Linked DNA regions of Mus musculus: regions 1, 2 and 3 are each linked to region 4. The links are chromatin contacts, called in public Hi-C, HiChIP or PLAC-seq and promoter capture Hi-C maps. All regions are on one chromosome and are shown on one strand. The core of a region is the stretch at or near the end of the contact, and the rest is flanking DNA. Distances in the headings are between cores, read along the strand shown.

Region 1 (4,297 bases), core at 794-3,293, 88 kb before region 4:
TACACGTCAGTCCAGAGCTCCGTCATTAAACTACCTCGTGTAATTACATCAAGACGGTCTATTCGTGATTCTTTGGGTGCACGCTGGATTGGGAATTGAGTGGGGGGTTTCCCCACTAGGTTCTATCATTTGGAGGTTCCACCGAGATCTGCGTGACACCCAGGAACCCCGAAAGACCCCTTGGAGGTACGTTTGTTTGTGTGAGTCTTGTATGTTGTCTGTTGTCTAAGTGTCTAAGTGTGGCACCGCTGAATTTGTGTCTTGGTTTTTCAGTTCTGGGATTGTGGGTTCGAGTCCCGCCTGGGTTCCTAGTTCTGGTATTCTGTATTCTGGTAGCTGCCACTGTGGACCGGGAGGATCTAGTGGCTGCGGGAGGAAGACGTCCTAAGGCCCTACAGGCTGCAACCCTGGAAGACATTCCACGGGTGGAAGGGGGTGGAAGCAGAGTCCTCCCCCCCCCAACCCCCCAGTCAGGAAGGAAGTCATGTGGAATCTGACCCCTGTCAGGAAGTCGTGTTTGGCTGATTGTATAAGTCCAGGCATGGATGAGTGTGCTTAGATATATTGGTGTCTTTTTTTTCCTCTGTTGCTGTCTTGTTTTTGTTTGTGGTTTTCATCATGGGACACAGACACTGTACATAGGAGATAAATTGGAATCCCTCCCTGCCTGCCTGACTGACTGTATGTCTGGGTGTCTGTCTGTCTGTCTTGTTCACTTGTGTGTCCTCCATTAGACCACCTTCTGATTCTGTTTTGCTTTTGGTTTGTCTGGTTTCAGGTATGGTTTTGGTTCCAAGGGATTGACTGATTATCTTGGTTTGGTTTTAGGCCGGTCTCAGGTTCTGGGGGCCTTCCCACGGAGAGGTCCATTTGGGTTGGTTGCAGTGACAGTGAGACATGTCAAAACGTTGCAGGCCACAACGCTGGAGGATGCTCTGGTGTCAAGCTGGGAAGTTAGATTTGAAACAGTCCTTCTCAACCCAGCACCTAGGGTTCAGTATATGCCTGGAACAGATAGTGTCAGGCTTCTCTGGAAATCACGTGTAAGACACCCTGTATTGGTCTTGCTTGTATTTGTCATTTCTGTGGTACTGTGATTCTATGGTGGTTGCCTGAAAACGGTTTCTATGTGTGTCTTGTGTGTCTCTTTGTGTTCAGACTTGGACTAACAACTGACAACTGTTTTTGAGTTATGCCCTCTGGAATAAACCTAAGAATCCTGTCAGATCCCTATGCTGACCACTTCCTTTCAGATCCTCAGCTGCCCTGCCTCCCACTCCAACTCCAGGAAGCAGCCAGCGGGTCACAGTGGTCCCACCCATGGACCTAGAGCCTAGGGAGAAATGAGCTCGGGAAACCCGGAGCAAAAGAGGGGTGGTCCCTGAGAAGTCAGTGGCCCTGGATGTTGTGGCTGCTGAAGGGGACATAGAGGAGGCTGTGGGAGTGGCCCTCCCCTCCATGACCAAACCCGTCACAGTTCGTGGCTAAAAGTAAAAGGCTAGCAAAAGGGGTGCTAACACAGAAGCCGAGTCCTTGGAAGAGGCCAGTGGCCTACTTGTCGAAGCAGCTAGAAAAGAGACTGTGTTTCATATTCCCCCACCGACCAGTGCAAAACAAGTTAGAAAAGTTCCTGGGCACTGCGGGCTTTTGAAGACTGTGGATTCCAGGTTTTGCTGAATTAAAGAGATAAACAGCCCTATGCCATCAAGACTGCCCTAATGTCGTCCCCAGCTTTGGGCCTCCTAGATGTGACTGAGAACAAAGGTATTGCCAAAGAGGTTCTTACTCAGATATTGGGGCCCTGGAAAAGAACTGTGGCATACTTGTAAGAAATTAGACCTGTGACTGTAAGATGGCCTGCTTGTCTGAACATAGTGGCTTCTGGTGAAGGACGCAGATAAATTGACTCTGAGACAAAACTTGGTGCATGACCTAGAAAGTGTGGTCTCTCAGCCCCACTGACCGATGGCTGACTAACACTCTTGAAAACTTTATCCAACCATTCCCCTGACCGATGGACACATTATCAGAGCTTTTTGTTGACTGAACGAGTGGCCTTCGCTCACCCTGCTGTCCTCAATCTCGCTACCCTACTGCCTGAGACTTCACCTACTCATCACCGCGCTGACATTCTGGCAGAAGAAACTGACGCTTGAAATGATCTGAAGGATCAGATCAGCCTTGGCCTGAGAGTTCGAGCTGGTACATGGATGGCAGTAGCCTTGCAGTTGAAGGCAAGTGGAAGGCAGGGACAGCAGTGCAGTGGTAGACAGAAAGCTGAACTTGTGGGTCACTAGACCTCTTTATTCCTCATTTCAATGTGGACACGTTGTGGTGGGAAATCTCCCTTTTTCTGCTTTTTGTTATTACCTTTGTTTAATTGGTATATGGAGGACAGGGAAGAGAGAGCCTGGCTTGTTCAGCTGCTAAAATCCAGGTTCTGACCCTAACAAAATCATTAACAGTGAGGGATCATTGGTGAGTTCTGAGTAGAGGAGGGAGGTGGTTCGGTATAGAGGGGGGAAGGTGGCAGAGCAGCTGGAGAGGAATGAGCACTGTAACTCTGCAGTAGGATGCCACAGAAACAAACATGTACCTTAGCCTCCAAGTGCTGGGAACCCCAGGCTGCTGGATGGAGTGGCTTTAACAAATACCTGCCCTCAACTTCAAGACTTGAGGTAACCGTCCAGTTAACTGATAACATCTAGGCTGAATACGAAAAATGATGCCAGCATTCCTTAGTCATGTTGCCTCATTACCATGTCATGTTACATATTTAAAACAAGCAGCGTTGTGTGAAAACAAGCAACGTTATGTGACCGGAGAATCGCCTGAGTGAGGGACACCTCTCCTAGAGGACCTTCTCACAGAAAGAACCAAATGAATCACTGAAGACAGGTTAATGGGGTTTTAATGATCCCCGGGTACGGGGAAAATATAATGCACCTTGCAAGAAGGGACAAGGCCATCAAGTCAGGAGAGCAAAGAAGCTTCAAGTCTTGGGCGTGGTTCTTATTGAGATTGGAATGAAACTGTATTCTGCCCAGGATGACTTGAAATCTGTCCTCCATCTTGTCAGACCAATTGAGGAGGAAACAACTAACTGCATTCCATTAGCGTTGGCTTAACTGCTCAGTCAGCTGAAGACTGGTCAGTGTAGCCCACACTTGGATGAGTGTTTGATGTAGGAGATAGCTAAGCACATTCATTGAAGAATTTACTCTTAGGCTTTGGGCCAGGGAGGCACAGCTATCCACTGCCATCAGTTTGCCTTTTAGCCTGTGGCTGTTTTAAAGCCCCTGCCTCTTGGCTTCTGCCTAATGTCACAGTTACAAGTCCCCACTGTTCTTCTTGTTTGTGTTCATCTAAGCAGCAACAACCACCTGAAGGGGTTATCCTGTGTAGCCATCACTGGCACTAGCACTAGCAGCAAACTTCTTGACTGATTCAAATTTCTTCTTTGTGTGCAGTTCTAGCTTTTTATTTTTATTTTTTTAACTGTCAGCTTCTAAGGTGGGAAAACACACATTTGAAGTATTGCCACTTTGAGGGGTTGCCTTCCTGCTCAATTCCTTAGTTCCATACCTTCTGAAATAATTTTCTTCTCTGTTCTTTACATTCCAGTTCTGTTTTTTTTGTTGTTGTTGTTGTTTTGTTTTGTTTTATTTTGTTTTGTTTTTGCTTGTGATAGAGTCTTGTTATATAACCTAGATCCACTCACTTCAAACTCAAGATTCTCCAGAGGTCAATTGTGAGGTGTCTTCCTCTATTGCTTTCTGCCTTTATTTATTTATTTATTTATTTATTTATTTATTTATTTATTTATTTATTTATTTAGCGACAGGGCTTCTCTTTGAACCCAGAGCTCATCAATTGGGCAGACTGGTTAGATTGGCTGGCCAGCGGGCCCCAGTGATCCACTCACTCTCTCACTCCGCCTCCCCTGTGCTGGAAGTACAGGAACGCACTGCCACACCCATCTTAAACTGGATGCTGAGGATCCCAGATGAATTCCTTGTGCTTGTGAAGAAAGCGCAGTACCCACTGGGCCATGTCCTGAGCCCAGGTGTCCTCTCATTGAATCAGATTGCAAAGCCTCTTAAATTTGAGTAGTGGACAAACTGACTTGGGGTTTTGTCATCCTTAGCATGCTGGCATTAACTCACCTGGAACCACGTTTCTGTCAATGAGATGTTCACGGTCTTCACACCTGAAAAAACCAAAGCCCATCCAAGCAAGATGAAACACTGAAGGGGCAGATGAAGCATATCGCCCAGCACAGACTTCACGGAAACCA
Region 2 (4,263 bases), core at 1,343-3,842, 95 kb after region 4:
TTAACCAACAGTGAGAAAATCAAAAGTTCATACCAAGAAACTTTTGCTCAACTAAATGTGAAATACAATATAAAAAGATAGGTTTCATGTATATCAAATAAAATGTATAACTGAGTCATATATTTATGAGCTTTGGGGATATCTTGTATACTAAATGCTAAATGATTAGCTTTTAAATACACTCGGCTCTCAGTAAATCAATTTCTGAATTATTTATGATGTAATAGAAAAATTTCTGTCTTGGACCAGATTTTCCTTTTCTCACTGTGGTCTTTGTATGTGTATCCTTTAGGAAGAGATACTAATGTGTTGATAATGTAATAATGATGATGCTGAGCAAGCAACCAGACATCATTCTGATGCTCTCTGATACACAGCAGCAAAAGGAAGCATTCTTAAATGAAACTAGTTCTTTTTGTGGAATAACCATTCTAAGTCATCAGTGTTTGGCTGCAAGGTTGGCTGTATTTAGAGACTGTGATTTAGTTCTCTCATTTTATTGATTTCTTTAAAGCCTAAAATGGCTTCCTTTAAATGTTTGGGGGAACGCAGCACCTTAAGAACTTAGAAGTGGAAAAAGCTCTTGATGTGCTCTGATATAATGTTACTTTATCTCTCCTGGAAGCTAAGCGAAGCCAGTCTATCAGCAACTGTGTCCACCTCTCTGAGGCTTTGCCTGCTACTAAAAGCGTCCCGCTCCTCCTCCATACCGTGAGCGCTCTCTTACCTGGTCTCTCTTACTCCTCTTGCTCTCACAGGCTGTCAGGTACTGTACTGTTGTCTCATGTGTCCGTCCACACCCCCTGGCTTCTCCCTCCTGCCACCCCCAGTCACACTCAGAAGGTGTCTGTTGCACTTGTGCTAAATTTCAAAAAATATTAATTGTTGTTTTTGTGTAGTTCATGTTTAGTAGCTATTAGGTAGTCAAAAATTCTACAATCCTGCTAGTTATCAGATTCATGGCTGTAATAGAGATTTTAATTAAAAAAAAAACAAAAACAAAAAACACTAACCAGTGCTAATTTTCAAAACATTTGTTCTTAGACTTCACCCAGTTAATTCAACTGGATTAAGTTTATGTGTATTTTTTTCTCTAGCACAGCAATGTGAATAGAGTTAGTAATAATCTATTGTATATCTTGTAATGGCCTGAGTAGGGCATTTTGAATGAGCTTGTCACGTAAATGAGAGGGTAATAGGTACATGAGTTATCCTGCTCCAATGTCACTTCTCCCACATTGTCCATGCATCAAGATGCCACACTGTGTCCTACCACTGTGTGTAATCACTGTTGTGCCAGTTACAAAGGAGGGTGTTGTAATACCAAAAATTAGTTTTCTCATGTTTTGCCTAGTCACTTCTCAAAGGGAATTTATTTTATGTGTTGAATAATTAAATCTACAAAGAGATATTTTTCAGTGATTTTAAGGTGAATTATATCTTAAGAGGGAAATGTTTTCATGTTCCTTTTATGTTCTGAATATAGATATAGATTAAGATGTTTTCAGTACTGGAGATAGTGTGAGTACAGTTTCTATAGCTCAGACACTGTAGCACCATTGTAGTTTGGCAAAATAAAATCAAAGCTGAAGTAAAATACCATGAGGAAAGAAGTTAGTTTTAACTGAGAATGGGGACTATAATGTTGCTTAGAAACTCTCTTTAGTAAACACTGAGTGTGAAAACAGTGAGGCTGCTGGCATCGGAGGGGGACTCTCAGGTGAGTGGCTGCTGAGCAGTAAATGCTTGCGGATCAGCTTGTCCAGGAAAGGCATCTTCTTAGAGGTGATGAATGAGGCATTGGAAAGAATTTGCTAGGTATTTGGCTAATTGACACCAAAAAGAAATCTTTAATGTAAAAAGTTTTATTTCTTTCTCTATTTTATTTCCGTACTGTTACATTTAAGTTTTTTTTACTTGTTTTTCTGGAATATGTTCTCAGAAAAAAAAAATTCTTCCTATTAATATCTCTTCATTTGTAAAAGTTTTGTTCTTATTCAGAGTTATATTTTCATTCACTCAAATTCTTCGTGTGTGTGTGTGTGTGTGTGTGTGTGTGTGTACATGGCACCAGCAGAAATTGAGTGACTTTCTGCAGTGACTCTCAACTAGGAATGATTTGGCAACATCTGGAGACATTTTTGGTTGTCTGGTAGGTAGAAGCCAGAGATCCTACTCAATATCCTCACTGGAAGCAGCCTAGACCAGAAGATGGTCAGACCTAAGGATCTATTGTGCAGATGGGCAAATAGCCCTGTAAAGTGGAGCAGGCTGGAGCAGGTCTGTGTCTCCCTATCTCTGCCATCTTCACTGATTTTATAGCAGGGTGACTTTAAGGACAAACTGCTACTGCCATTTGATGTGACAGGTACAGTAATGAGTGCCTTCTCAGTCTGACTCCAGGTGTGCTTTATTAGTTAGTGTGATACCATTGTCCTTTGTGACTGTCCCGTGAGTAGACTAGGCTGAGAGAAGTGAGTAGCCATTCTACTTGGCTGGTAATTTGCAGCATGGTTTGTGTTCTGATGTACCTCTGAGTGGATGGCGATCTACTGCTAAGCTGCAGCTAAATGATAAGTAAGTCATTTCAGTTCTCCTTCTTGCTGGCTACAAGTTGAGGTTTTTTGTTTTTTGCTTTTCTTTTAGTTTCACTGTGTCAGTGGTTGCTAGTTTTGTTTTTATTATGGCAGAAGTCTTTGTTTTGGTTTCTAATCTGTGTGAGTCAACCCACCAGAATTGTAATAATAGAAGCAATGGTAGTAGATCTGGAGGTGTGGGAAGCAAATGGTGTTTAAATTTGGGGAGAGTCAAAATGACCCACTTCCATTAATATGAGTAGGGAGAAATCTGTGCACCTTGGGAGTAGTTGTGACAGCTGGGGAGTCCCCTCTCTTTTTCTTGAAAACAGTCCCTCCCGCTTGTCTTGCAGTGTTACTTTTTTCTCTGTTGGGACATTTATCAGTCTGTAGCATTTGCATGCTATGCAAGGGTAGATTTTTCTTTTTTCTTTTGGGAATGTTGTAATGGTTATAACTAGCAGATAGACTGTCTTCCTTTATCCCAGTATATGGGACCTAAGGGGAGGCCTTGCTGAGCTGCCTCTCTGTCTTTCCACAAGCTCCATGGAAGTTCTTCCAGTTAGGACCTGGACTAACTTACTCTCAGGAAGCAGGACCTTGTGGACATGGAGAGTGCTAAATGGAAAGCATCTCCTGGGCTTTTGTGAGATCAAGTTGGTATCACCAGTGGTATTTTTTAAACTAGGACCTTACATTCTAATTGTGCTTGTGCATCCTTGCATGAGGGATAAATGGAACATAGAATTTTTGCTTATTTAATAAGATGAAATAAGGAAGTCTGTAATTAAAGAGTGAATGAAAAGTAGACAGACATCTGGAGAAAATAGAAGTTAGCTGCAGAACATACACATTTACTTCAGTCATGCTGACTCTTCTCAGTGGGGGTAAAAGCCACGAATCCTTATGATCATTTTGCTGATGGTTTTAGTGGAGCTTTAGAAAACAGTGGGTTAGGAATGGTGTTGAGAAACTACATCCTCAAGAGACAGGAAAGTTAGTGCTTTTGATCGAGTGTTATTAGACTTCACAGAGGATAAATGAACTGAGTCTGAGGCAGAATTCTGTTCTTCAAAGTGATTTAAACAAAAATTGTGTGACATTTAAAACAGGATGCATCAAATCTAAATTTATTGCACAATTGTTTTGTAACTCAGATGTCATTTTTTTTGTTTGTTTGAAAGGAAATCCTGTGTCTTTACATTTTACATCAGTAGGAAAATCATTTTCATTAGTTAAAAAAAAAAAAGCCACTCAGATGGACACAGTAGAATGGGAGCAGCCTCAGCCCAACATGAACTTTCTTCAACAACATCGTGCCAGCAGAGGGAGCCCGAGACCCATTAGGAAGGAAAAGGTGTTAAACCATCATTCTCCTGTCCCTTGTATAGAGCTCTCGCTGAATACAGTGTAACACACAGCAAGGAATGTGGCTGTTCCTTTCCTTCCGCTTCTCTCGCCCATTCTTCCATTCCTGCCATTTCCAGTTCTTTCTGCAGGCTTGGATTTTCTCCATCTGAGAAGTCCCTCTTAACAGTTTTGCAAAAACAAAGCCTTAAAAGATGTATTAGGCCTGCCTTTTGGGAAGGCAGACAGCTGGTGGTAGCAGGCTCTGTGTCCTCCGTCTGCTGTGCTGAGGACCAGTGGGGACACTCTAATTTGGAAGCCATGGTGCTGTGGCTGTGTT
Region 3 (4,924 bases), core at 2,262-4,761, 68 kb after region 4:
AGCAAAGTAACTGATTGTTAGAACTACAGATTTTGTAGGTTTGATTTACTGGCTCACTTGTCTGCAGGTCTGAGGTTTTAGAGGAGCTATGCAGTGTTGGAGTTGCTATAAGAAGGTAGTCTCAGGGGCAAGCAAAATTCTGGGACTATAGCTCTTGTGGATACTTTCCTGCCTCCCTTCTTTCTCCTTCTTGTAGGTGTTGTGTTTTCTGAGCACAGGCACAGGGTCTTGCCTTTCCTTCACCAGTTGGAAGGCCCTCATGTTCTGTAGATCTGGCCTATGGAAAGGGCTCATGCTGTCATGTAGCCTTTGGCATCTCAGGAGAGGCTTGGGCCAGCAGCTCAGGATCCCGGGGTAGTTGTTGCTTTATGATGCTGTTCCTAGAGAGAAGTCTGCCTTTCTCTGAGGCCTTCAGGAAAGACTTGTCAGGTAGGAGGGCCTTCAGTGTGTGTACTTGGTAGAACACTACTGTTTTTAGAACTTAGAGATCAGTCGCATCACTGAGGGGTCATGGTTTTGTGTGGGTTGATTATCGTTGTTTCTTGTCCCCAAGAACAGGGCCAGCAACTGTAGTGCACTTATTGAAGGTTTGCTGATGTCAAGGAGGCTCCAGAAATAGGACGTTGCTCCAAGCTGGAAAAAAACATATGCTGGAGGAGGCAGAGCAGAAGTTGCTGTATTTCAAGGTCATTGGTGCCTTGGTCGAAGGAGGAGCACCAAGCAGTTTATAGCCTATGGATCCATTGTAGAGGACTTACTGGAGACCCAGAGGGCAAACTTGTTTTCAAAAGAATCTCTGGTATAGAAGTACAGTGAGAACAACAAAGGGCTTCCTGAGAGGTAGTTCAAAACAAACCAAAACCCCTTAACTTTATACTTTGAAAGATGAAATGAAAACAGTAATGAGTATATTTGTCTCCTCAAAGTTTTTATTTCAGATTTGAAATATGATATTCTTTCATACACGTAAAGTAAGTGAGCTGGCGTGGAGGTGCACACCTTTGCCCCTAGTCCTCTGGAGGCAGAGGCAGGTGAATCTCCTTGAGTTTGAGACCAGCCTGGTCTACAAAGCATGTTCCAGGACAGCTGGGCTATATAGAGAGACCCTGTGTCAAAACAAACAAGCAACAAAAAAACTAGTATCCTTATCAAGGTGATCAAAACTTTTAAAACAATATACTAGTTTTATAAATGACTTTAAAATATACTTAAAGTTCTGTTTCACAATAGAATTCACATTTTTGCTACAAAGTCCTTTGCTATACATGCAGAGTTGTTGTTTTTCTGTTCCCCAAGTGAAACAATATCTTTTTCTTGGTCTAGAACTTGTACTTTTGATAGGGAAAAGACCAGCTAATGATGTGTGTTCTAGACCCAGCTTCCCTAGCACTAGGCTTAACAGACTTTCTTGTTCCGTTGGTTGTTAGTTGGCTCTTTGTTACTGTGCCAAGGATACCTGAAGTAGTCAACTTGAAGCAGTTTACTTTTGGCTCATACTTTTAGAGGCTGTAGTCCATGGTCAGTCAGTCCTATGGATTTGGTTCTGCGTATCGGGGATTTAAAAACCACCGAGATGGCAAGGCAGCTGAGCATATTTGTTTTTATAATTCTTTAATTATAGTAAAAAAAAAAAAACATCACTTTTACTAATTCCGAGACAGTTCTCCCAATGACCCACAGGCCCCTGGGAAGAATGGGTAGAACAGTGGCATATACAAGCTGACGACTCTGAAGAATTGTATATGTTTGTCAGGTGACTACTGCTGTAGTCTTCTCTGTTCCTGAACTTTGCAGAGGCAGCAATAGAATGTGCTGAGTGTGTTGGCAGATCAGGATAGAGGAATCAAGCGGTATCACACTCAGGCATCACCAACAAAACAACTGAGACATGCCCTACCCTTGAGAGTTGCTTCATGAGCAGTGGGTGTCCATACTTAGACTGACTCTGAGAATGCTTTTGTCTCAGTATGAGCTGTGGGGTTCAGAGGGCACCAGGGTGGCAGAGAGATTGAGGTAAGGAATAAGTGGCAGTGTGTAGTTTTCTGAGCCATGGTAGTGCTGGCCTGGTAGATTGTTTCACTGATGGGTCTTCTGCATGTACCAGAGGACTAGACATCGTCTCTGCATCGACTCTCATGCCAATGGCTTCACATTCCAGCTTGATTCTAGTGCATGGAAGCCAGATCTCCTTCTAGAGCCAGCTCTTCATAATTGTACAGCACGTGCTTTATCCACTAAGCAGTCTTAGGTCTGGAGCTTATGTTTAAATAACTTGATACTACATAATTCTTCATGCTAGTTTAATTATTTCATTGCTGTAATATTAACCACCTCAAAACTTAGTGCCTTAAAACAGAACCCCGTTAACACTATGTTTTGTCTTTACTTAGTGGGACAGAATCTGGCTTGATACCTGTAATATATTTCATGGGCCCTTGGGTGGTGATCGTTTAGCTGGTGGATGGTTGGTCTGGAGGATCTAAGGTGACTTTATCCACAAACCTGTTAGTGCTAGCTGGAGAGATAGCTGGCTGGAACTAGTTAATCTATGCTGTCTCACTAACAAGGTCATTAGATTTCTTATATGGCCACCGGGGCCTCCAAGAACAACATTTGAAGAGATGGAAAATGTTAACTACCAGCCTTTTGAGCCTGGGCCTTTTGAGCCTTTTGTTATAAGCAGTCTCCCAAGTTTTCACACCTCTGTGACAGCAGAGTTAAGTGTGTAAGTATAGAGCCCTGGTGTGATGATGGCACACATTGCACTTACACATCAACTTACTCTGTGATTTCACAAATGCAAATTAAACTTTTTAGCTGACAAGATTTCACAGTCCTCTTCCCTGAAATAACTTAGTAGTTTTCCTGTTAAAGTCACTGAGTTCAGGGAGGATTATTTGGTTAATTAGGAAATTGGTAAGTAGAGGTTCAGGTGTCCATGTTTGAGGCAACTGCTGACGTTCATCTTGCTTTGTACCCTGTGCAATTGGTGGCAATCAGAGTACTTGGAACAAGGCCAGACCTGGGTGTAGGGGCGTGGATCAGTGGCAGAACACATGCTCACACTTATGGGAGTGTGCATTGCTTCTCTAGTCCTGCAACATTCACAAACCCCAGAAGGTAATGAGCAGGACAGGACCCACATTTTGCTAGGTGCTCGTGAGTGAGGGTGTGGATTGCTGAGATCTGTGGTGACATTTTCCAGACTGTTGGTGGTGGTGCAATACAAGAGAAGGTACCAGAGCTGGATGGTGCTGGGTCCACAGAACAGGACAAAAGCCATTCTAACAGCAGCACCTTGTCTGACCGAAGACTCAGCAACTCCAGTCTTTGTAGCATTGAAGAGGAGCATCGGACAGTGTATGAGATGGTGCAGCGGATCCTCCTGTCAACACGGGGTTATGTGAATTTTGTGAATGAAGTATTTCGACAGGTCAGTGTGTGCTATACAGTCATAAAGTTGATGTCATCTTTGTTCCTGTCAATCAGCTTCCCATTGCTGTAAGCCATGTGCAGGGACATCAGTGTAAACACAGGGGTGTATTTTGTCTCAGTTCCAAGGGTCTTAGTCCAGGGTCACTTGGTCCTGTTGCTTTGGGCCTTTGGCAGGGCCGCATATTAAAGCAGGAACAGGAAGCAGATTGAGGCCTGTTTACCTCATGGATGGGTGAGAAAAAGATCAAGAGATTAGCGCCCTACAGTCTTGTCTGAGGGCACACTCTGCCATGACCTATGCTATCCCACTACGTCATACCTCTTAAAGTTTATGCCACTTCCCAGTAGTGCCAAGCCAGGACCAAGTCACACGTTGGCCCGGGGGAAGATTGGTACATTCCAGATCCAAACTGTAGCATTGTGGTTTTACTTATGACATGGTAAATAGCATTGATGATTTGGCCTAAAAATTTCCCTTCCAGTCCTACTTTTAGTTTGTCACAAGTTTTTCTGACCTACATTTTTTTCCCATCTATATAACAAAGGGAAATTAAAAAATACTTTCATGTTCCATAGTAGACTCAGCTCAGAGGGTGGGCCTAGTAAACCCAGTGTTTGGAGACTTTCAGCACTCACACAACCCAGAGGCACTTTCAGAAAGTTGTAATTTCCCTGTCATGTTACATGACATGAATGAATGTGTGTGTGTGTGTGTATGTGTGTGTGTGTGTGTGTGTGTGTGTGTGTATGTATATGTTTGTGGCACAAGAGCAATGAGATGAATGAGAAAGGACATAAAGGAGAGAAAAGCTCTTTATCCAGGGCCCTGGAATAACATACCTCAGGTAGGAAAGGAAGAGCTGGGAAGAGCTGGAGCAGAAAGCTGGAAAGAGCAGGGGAAGGAAAAGAAAGTGAGCAGGAGCTGGGCCGCAGTCGAGCGGTGCAGTGCTTTGCAGCAGGCTTGGTGTTCCTGGGCAGACGTATCTGGGATCAGTTTTGACTGGCATCTTATGGCTAGCCAATTTTATTACACTAGAAATCTATCTTATAACAGATAAGTGTACCACTGATCAATGATTAAAAACTTATAATCCCAGTATTTGAGAGATGGCAGCAGGAGGAACAGGACTTTAAGCTTTAACTACATGGCTAGCTTGAGATTACTCTGGGCTATATGGAACTTTGTCTCAGAACACTAAGGAAGTAACTAACTAAATGTATCATTATCAAAATTGATTAGGAATCATAATGTATAGGGTTGTTTTAGTTTTGTATTTAGCAAATCTTTTACCTTGGTTCCACAGCCTTAGAGTACTTGCTGTGTTGGATATTGTGACGTGTGTGTGTGTGTGTGTGTGTGTGTGTGTGTGTGTGTGTGAGAGAGAGAGAGAGAGAGAGAGAGAGAGAGACAGAGACAGAGAGAGAGAGATTGAGTGGCTTCAAGAAAGTATTCCAAAACTCTCTCTCTCTCTCTTTTTGGTTCTTTAAA
Region 4 (4,389 bases), core at 1,194-3,693:
GGGAACAGAATTTGGATCCTCTGGAGGAGCAGCAAGTGCTCTTAACTACCGAGCCAATTCTCTGGCCCCACATACTGATCTTTATTTTATGTGTATGGGTGTATGTCTGTGCCCTGTGTGCACATCTGTCCTCAGAGGCTGGAAAGGGCATCTGACCTCTGAGACTAGAGTTATAGATGGTTGTGAGCCACCATGGAAGTGCTGGAAATTGAACCTGGCTCCTGTAGTCGAACAGCCAGAACTCCTAAGCACTGAGGCATCTCTCCAGCCCCAAGTTTTAAACTTTGAATTTCATGTTTGTTATTTATTGATTAAGGCGGCAATGGAGTGTCTGAAAAGTACTTGACACTCTAAAGCCCAAGGAAGAAGTAAGTAACTTCAGGGTGAATAATTTCCTCAAGGGGTTAGAAGACCAACAAGAGGATTTTTTGAGAGAACAGCAACAATCAAAAAACCCCAACAAAACAAAACTGGGAGGTGTCCTGGGTAAATAAGCATCAAAACACTAATACGTGATTCTTTTAAAAAGGGAGGTGGGTGTTGCAGTCTTATGTCTTCACTCTGTAAGTATGATAGATGAGATGAACTTACATGCATAGATGCCTGGTTTTTGTCTATCCAGTTTCTAACACTGCCATATATTTAGCATACAGAAATGCATATATTTGTCTAGTTTTTCCTCCTCAGTTGGATTGGAAGCTCTGGCAGTGAGAGAACTGCTTCTTGTAATATCTGTTATTTCCTGGGCTTAGGATCTTGTTTTTACACCATAGGTCTTTACTAGATGTTTGCTAATAATGAGAGCTCACATTGCAAGAGAAAAATTGATTTCAGTGGGATAAATTCATTTTACTTTTTCAATCAGTGTAAGAAAAGATGTCCTTGTTCAAAGGAATGGAACAGTGAACATGTGTTTTAAAATCTGAAACAGGGCACAGGATAAACTGATGGTGACAAATACTCTTGCCGTAATGTTAGAGACAGCATCACTTCTCTCCCTTACAACAGAATTGGGGAGATTATGGCCTTCATCTATGATGTCATCTGGGGATGCAGGAGGCGCAACAGCTCTCCCATCATCCTAGGCATGGAGATTACATCTCTAGGTCTGTGAGATTTCTGCTGTTAGGTGATCTGTCTGTAGTCTGTTTTGTTTTGTTTTGTTTTGTTTTTTTGGCTAAATACTGTTCCTTTGGGTATATCTTAGTCGTAGCCATGCTATTTTGATAACTCTAAAAATAGAATTTACCAGAACGGAGAAGTTTTTGCATGCTGAGTTGAAATGTGTAGGGCTGCTTTATCATCTTTTTTTTTTTTTAACTTAATGAGTTTATTGAGTGCCTGTAGAGATCAAATACCAAGCTTAATACAAGGGTGTGTACATTTCTAGCACTTTCCTCCACTAGAGAAAAAGACTCTTGGATTATGCCTATTTGGATGAAAAACATGTGATTCTAAGGTGCCTCTTTAGGTACTTGCTAATAAAGCCAAAATATCAAACCTTGGGGATCCAGATGATAATAAACAATTATATAGTCAGTTTTCTGGTAAGAAATCATTTGAGCATCTTCTGTCTTAAAGTCTTGCTTCAGTGAATAGGCATCTGGCCTTAAAAAGCATGTTGGCCCGAGAGTCAGGTCCTTCAGGTTCTATTTCTGGTTCTGTTATTGGATTGCTATGAGGCCTTGCATAACCCAGGAGCTCTATCCGCAAAGCAAGAGGCAAGACTGACCTCTGCACTTGAGATTGGGTTCCAGATGCCTTGGGGACTGAGTGGACCTCACTGGACAACAGGCCCACTCTTCTCTGCTACCAAAGCCATTTATTTACTTTAGTGTGAAATTAGAGATCAGATTTTGACATGGCCACACGTGCTTTGTCTTGCTCCTTAGTGTGAATCCAGAAGTAAAAAAAAAAAAAAAAAATCTAGAAATAGTTTTCAAAATTTAAAAGTCCTACAGCTTTTCTTACTTTGTGTGTGTCTGTGAGAGAGTGGGGGGTTGGGAGGGGTAGGTACGCAGGCCAGGCAGTAGAGGGGAGGGAGTGTGAGTTTCAAGGGTGGCATCTAGCACTCTGGAAAGCAGGTCGCTGCGCTTCGTCTTGTGGGGACTACAGTTCCCGGGAGCACTTGCGGCCCATATAGGGGCGGGAGCTCGCGGTCCTGGTCATATGGAAAACACCGCAATCTGATTGGAGGTCACTGCGCAGACTCGAAGCTGGGCGCGCGTCCCCGCGAGGTTCCTAGCCTCAGGCTCCTAGTGCGTGAACAGTCCGGGATGTGCGCGTGCGTCGCGCCGGAGGGCGGACCAGAGGCACCCGTGGGGCGGGGCCGAGGGTTTCGCATCGACACCGCCTTCCTGCCCCGCCCCTGACCGTTCGGCCCGCCCCTCCTTCCTGGAGCCTCCGCTGAGGCTGAGGCGGCGAGGCGGCCGGGAGGGGGGCGGCTTGTGGCCGGAGCGACACGCGCCCGTCGCGACCCTATGCAGTGACTCGTGCGGCGCAGGCGCCTCCTGCCCCGCCGGCGGGGCCCAGGCTTACCGCGGCGGGATGTTCTCCCGAAGGAGCCACGGAGATGTGAAAAAGTCCACGCAGAAGGTGCTGGACCCCAAGAAGGACGTGCTGACCCGCCTGAAGCACCTGCGGGCGCTGCTGGGTGAGGCGTGGGGCGTGGGCTGTGGGTCAGAGCCACCTGCCGGGAGGGCCGGGTCCCACCCGCGGCGTGGGCCTGATGGGGTCTCAGGTCCGAGTGATGTAGAGAGCTGGGAATGGTGCGCAGCCGACCTTTGCTAGCCTAGATCGGGACCCTTGAGGCATTGTTCCTGAAGGCTGTACGTTGGCCCTGGGCGCTGCTCTGTCGTCCCAAGTGTAAACTTAGCCAGGATTCTCTTTTGGGTGCCTAGCCTCGGGTAACCTCTGTGCCTGAGAGCAGGCACAGAGGTGACTATAAGCTGTCCTCTCCAGGAAATAAACCAAGCACAAGTGGGGCGGGCTTGAACACACACACACACACACACACACACACACACACACACACACACACACGCACACGCAGCCCTACCTCTCTGCCACCTCCTCTCTGCCACCTCCCTCTCCCTCTCCCATTCTAAAAATTTAAATTCTTGACAACTTGGGTTAGACCAATAGCTCATGTGGTCCCATCACAGACTTCGTTGAACTACCATCTCTCACTCACTCTCCTTTTAAAATGTTACTATGTTTGAGTGTAAGACTTTAGGTAGGATTGATTTCAGCTGACCCCAGGACAGATTAGATGTCATTTCTTCTCTCCTGCCCTTCTCTCTTTTAAATTTACATTTTTTGGGGGTTGGGGGAGGGAGGATGGAAGGGTCCGGCTGATAGCTGTTTCCTTGGGTCTTTGGTGTGAAGGGGGCTCTGATCAGAGGAAGCTAGGCTTTCTTTGGGTCCAGGGAGGCAGCTTCTCCCTTATCATCAGAGTGACAACCATTACTCCCTTTTGCCTTCCCTATTCATGGCCTGCAGGGTGGAGGTTCTGCAGAGCCCAAGTGGGCCTGGAATTGACTTGTGATGGCTTGAAAGCTCTCCCCTGTGGGTGTGAAGTGTCCACAGGTTATCTGATGCTGGTGATGTGTAGCTTGGCTAGGCTATGCATTAGTTCTATCTTCTGTCTGTCTGGACAGACTTATCTGTATTTGGGGGCCAAGGAAAAGACAGGTTTCTTCTACATATGTATACTGTTGAAACAATAATAAAAAATTAAAAACCCAGTGTTTTTAAAATTTTAGACCATCTGCCACTTGAGAAAATAGGGCACAAAAGAATTCATTTTATAGGTGAGAATTTTAAGCATTCTTGTTAATGAGATTAAGAGTTGCTAATTATTTCTATTTATATTGTGTAAACTATTTCTGAGTGGGGGATTGGCCAGCCAATCAGCCAACCAATGAACCAACCAAATGCAAAACTCAAAACCATGACTGTTGCCTCAAAACCTACTCCCTTCCCCCTCAAAACCCACCAGATTTTGACAACTGAAGTTACTATCTCAGATCCCCAGATATTACACTTAATGTGTTCAGTTTATAATGAATGTAAATCAGTTACTGTTAGAAGGATTAGTTTCTGGACTTCTGAAAGCAAAATGTGATGTTCTTGGTAAGTTGAACTTTCTCCTTCCTGTAGTGAAATGTCTAGGCACACAAGTGCTTTGTGTTGGGTCCTTAGTATCTGATTAGTTCCTGCTGCAGGGGCATTCTTGATAAAGGAGAACTGAACAGTATTTTAAGGCATTTGATACTTTGGAACTTTTTCTGTGCTGAAGAATTTAAACCTTTGTTCTGACCAAGAAGGCCAAGATTAAGTTGGCTACATTTTATAAAGACAGAAAACCTAGACCAGAGTGGTTTCTTA

Evidence for each region. Promoter capture Hi-C pulls out the DNA fragments that hold promoters and counts their contacts. Hi-C and Micro-C count contacts between places; a contact is called where the count stands out from the background. HiChIP or PLAC-seq counts read pairs in DNA pulled down with a chosen protein or histone mark.
Region 1: a promoter capture Hi-C map of liver shows a contact between it and region 4, with 3 times the contacts expected there. The contact joins the enhancer-like site here to the promoter of Ralgapa2 in region 4. A contact is called at or near these places in 3 of 39 promoter capture datasets (3T3-L1-derived adipocytes and liver), 10 of 484 Hi-C or Micro-C datasets (LSK cells, cortical neurons, epidermal suprabasal cells and 6 more), 6 of 115 datasets of contacts at active chromatin or transcription factors (bone marrow-derived macrophages, embryonic stem cells and liver) and 2 of 9 other capture datasets (adipose tissue and liver).
Region 2: a contact with region 4 is called in a BATF HiChIP or PLAC-seq map of CD8 T cells, with 6 read pairs. The contact joins the enhancer-like site here to the promoter of Ralgapa2 in region 4. A contact is called at or near these places in 2 of 39 promoter capture datasets (hippocampal neurons and stem cell-derived epiblast-like cells), 3 of 115 datasets of contacts at active chromatin or transcription factors (CD8 T cells, effector CD8 T cells and memory CD8 T cells) and 3 of 9 other capture datasets (adipose tissue, liver and pancreatic islet).
Region 3: a Hi-C map of liver shows a contact between it and region 4, with 2.3 times the contacts expected there. The contact joins the enhancer-like site here to the promoter of Ralgapa2 in region 4. A contact is called at or near these places in 3 of 484 Hi-C or Micro-C datasets (the MNK3 cell line and liver), 2 of 115 datasets of contacts at active chromatin or transcription factors (effector CD8 T cells and embryonic stem cells) and 2 of 9 other capture datasets (adipose tissue and liver).

What each region holds. Positions count from the first base shown.
Region 1 is chr2:146,597,482-146,601,778 of GRCm38.p6, reverse strand. No RefSeq gene overlaps it. Among named protein-coding and RNA genes, the nearest start is that of Gm52577, 24 kb to the right of the region's middle. Within about 2 kb of position 2,043, at least 2 of the 459 cell types and tissues checked have an H3K27ac peak or open chromatin away from gene starts, as enhancers often do. A contact at or near this core is called in liver, where this site is marked.
Region 2 is chr2:146,414,865-146,419,127 of GRCm38.p6, reverse strand. The region is part of intron 16 of Ralgapa2 (Ral GTPase activating protein, alpha subunit 2 (catalytic)); the gene reads left to right. Among named protein-coding and RNA genes, the nearest start is that of Ralgapa2, 95 kb to the left of the region's middle. Within about 2 kb of position 2,592, at least 18 of the 459 cell types and tissues checked have an H3K27ac peak or open chromatin away from gene starts, as enhancers often do. A contact at or near this core is called in CD8 T cells and memory CD8 T cells, where this site is marked.
Region 3 is chr2:146,442,293-146,447,216 of GRCm38.p6, reverse strand. Ralgapa2 (Ral GTPase activating protein, alpha subunit 2 (catalytic)) reads left to right here. Exons shown (of 41, transcript NM_001033348.3): 10 at 3,206-3,433. Among named protein-coding and RNA genes, the nearest start is that of Ralgapa2, 67 kb to the left of the region's middle. Within about 2 kb of position 3,511, at least 11 of the 459 cell types and tissues checked have an H3K27ac peak or open chromatin away from gene starts, as enhancers often do. A contact at or near this core is called in the MNK3 cell line and liver, where this site is marked.
Region 4 is chr2:146,510,058-146,514,446 of GRCm38.p6, reverse strand. It overlaps Ralgapa2 (Ral GTPase activating protein, alpha subunit 2 (catalytic)), which reads left to right and starts at 2,443. Exons shown (of 41, transcript NM_001033348.3): 1 at 2,443-2,653. The coding sequence starts at 2,548.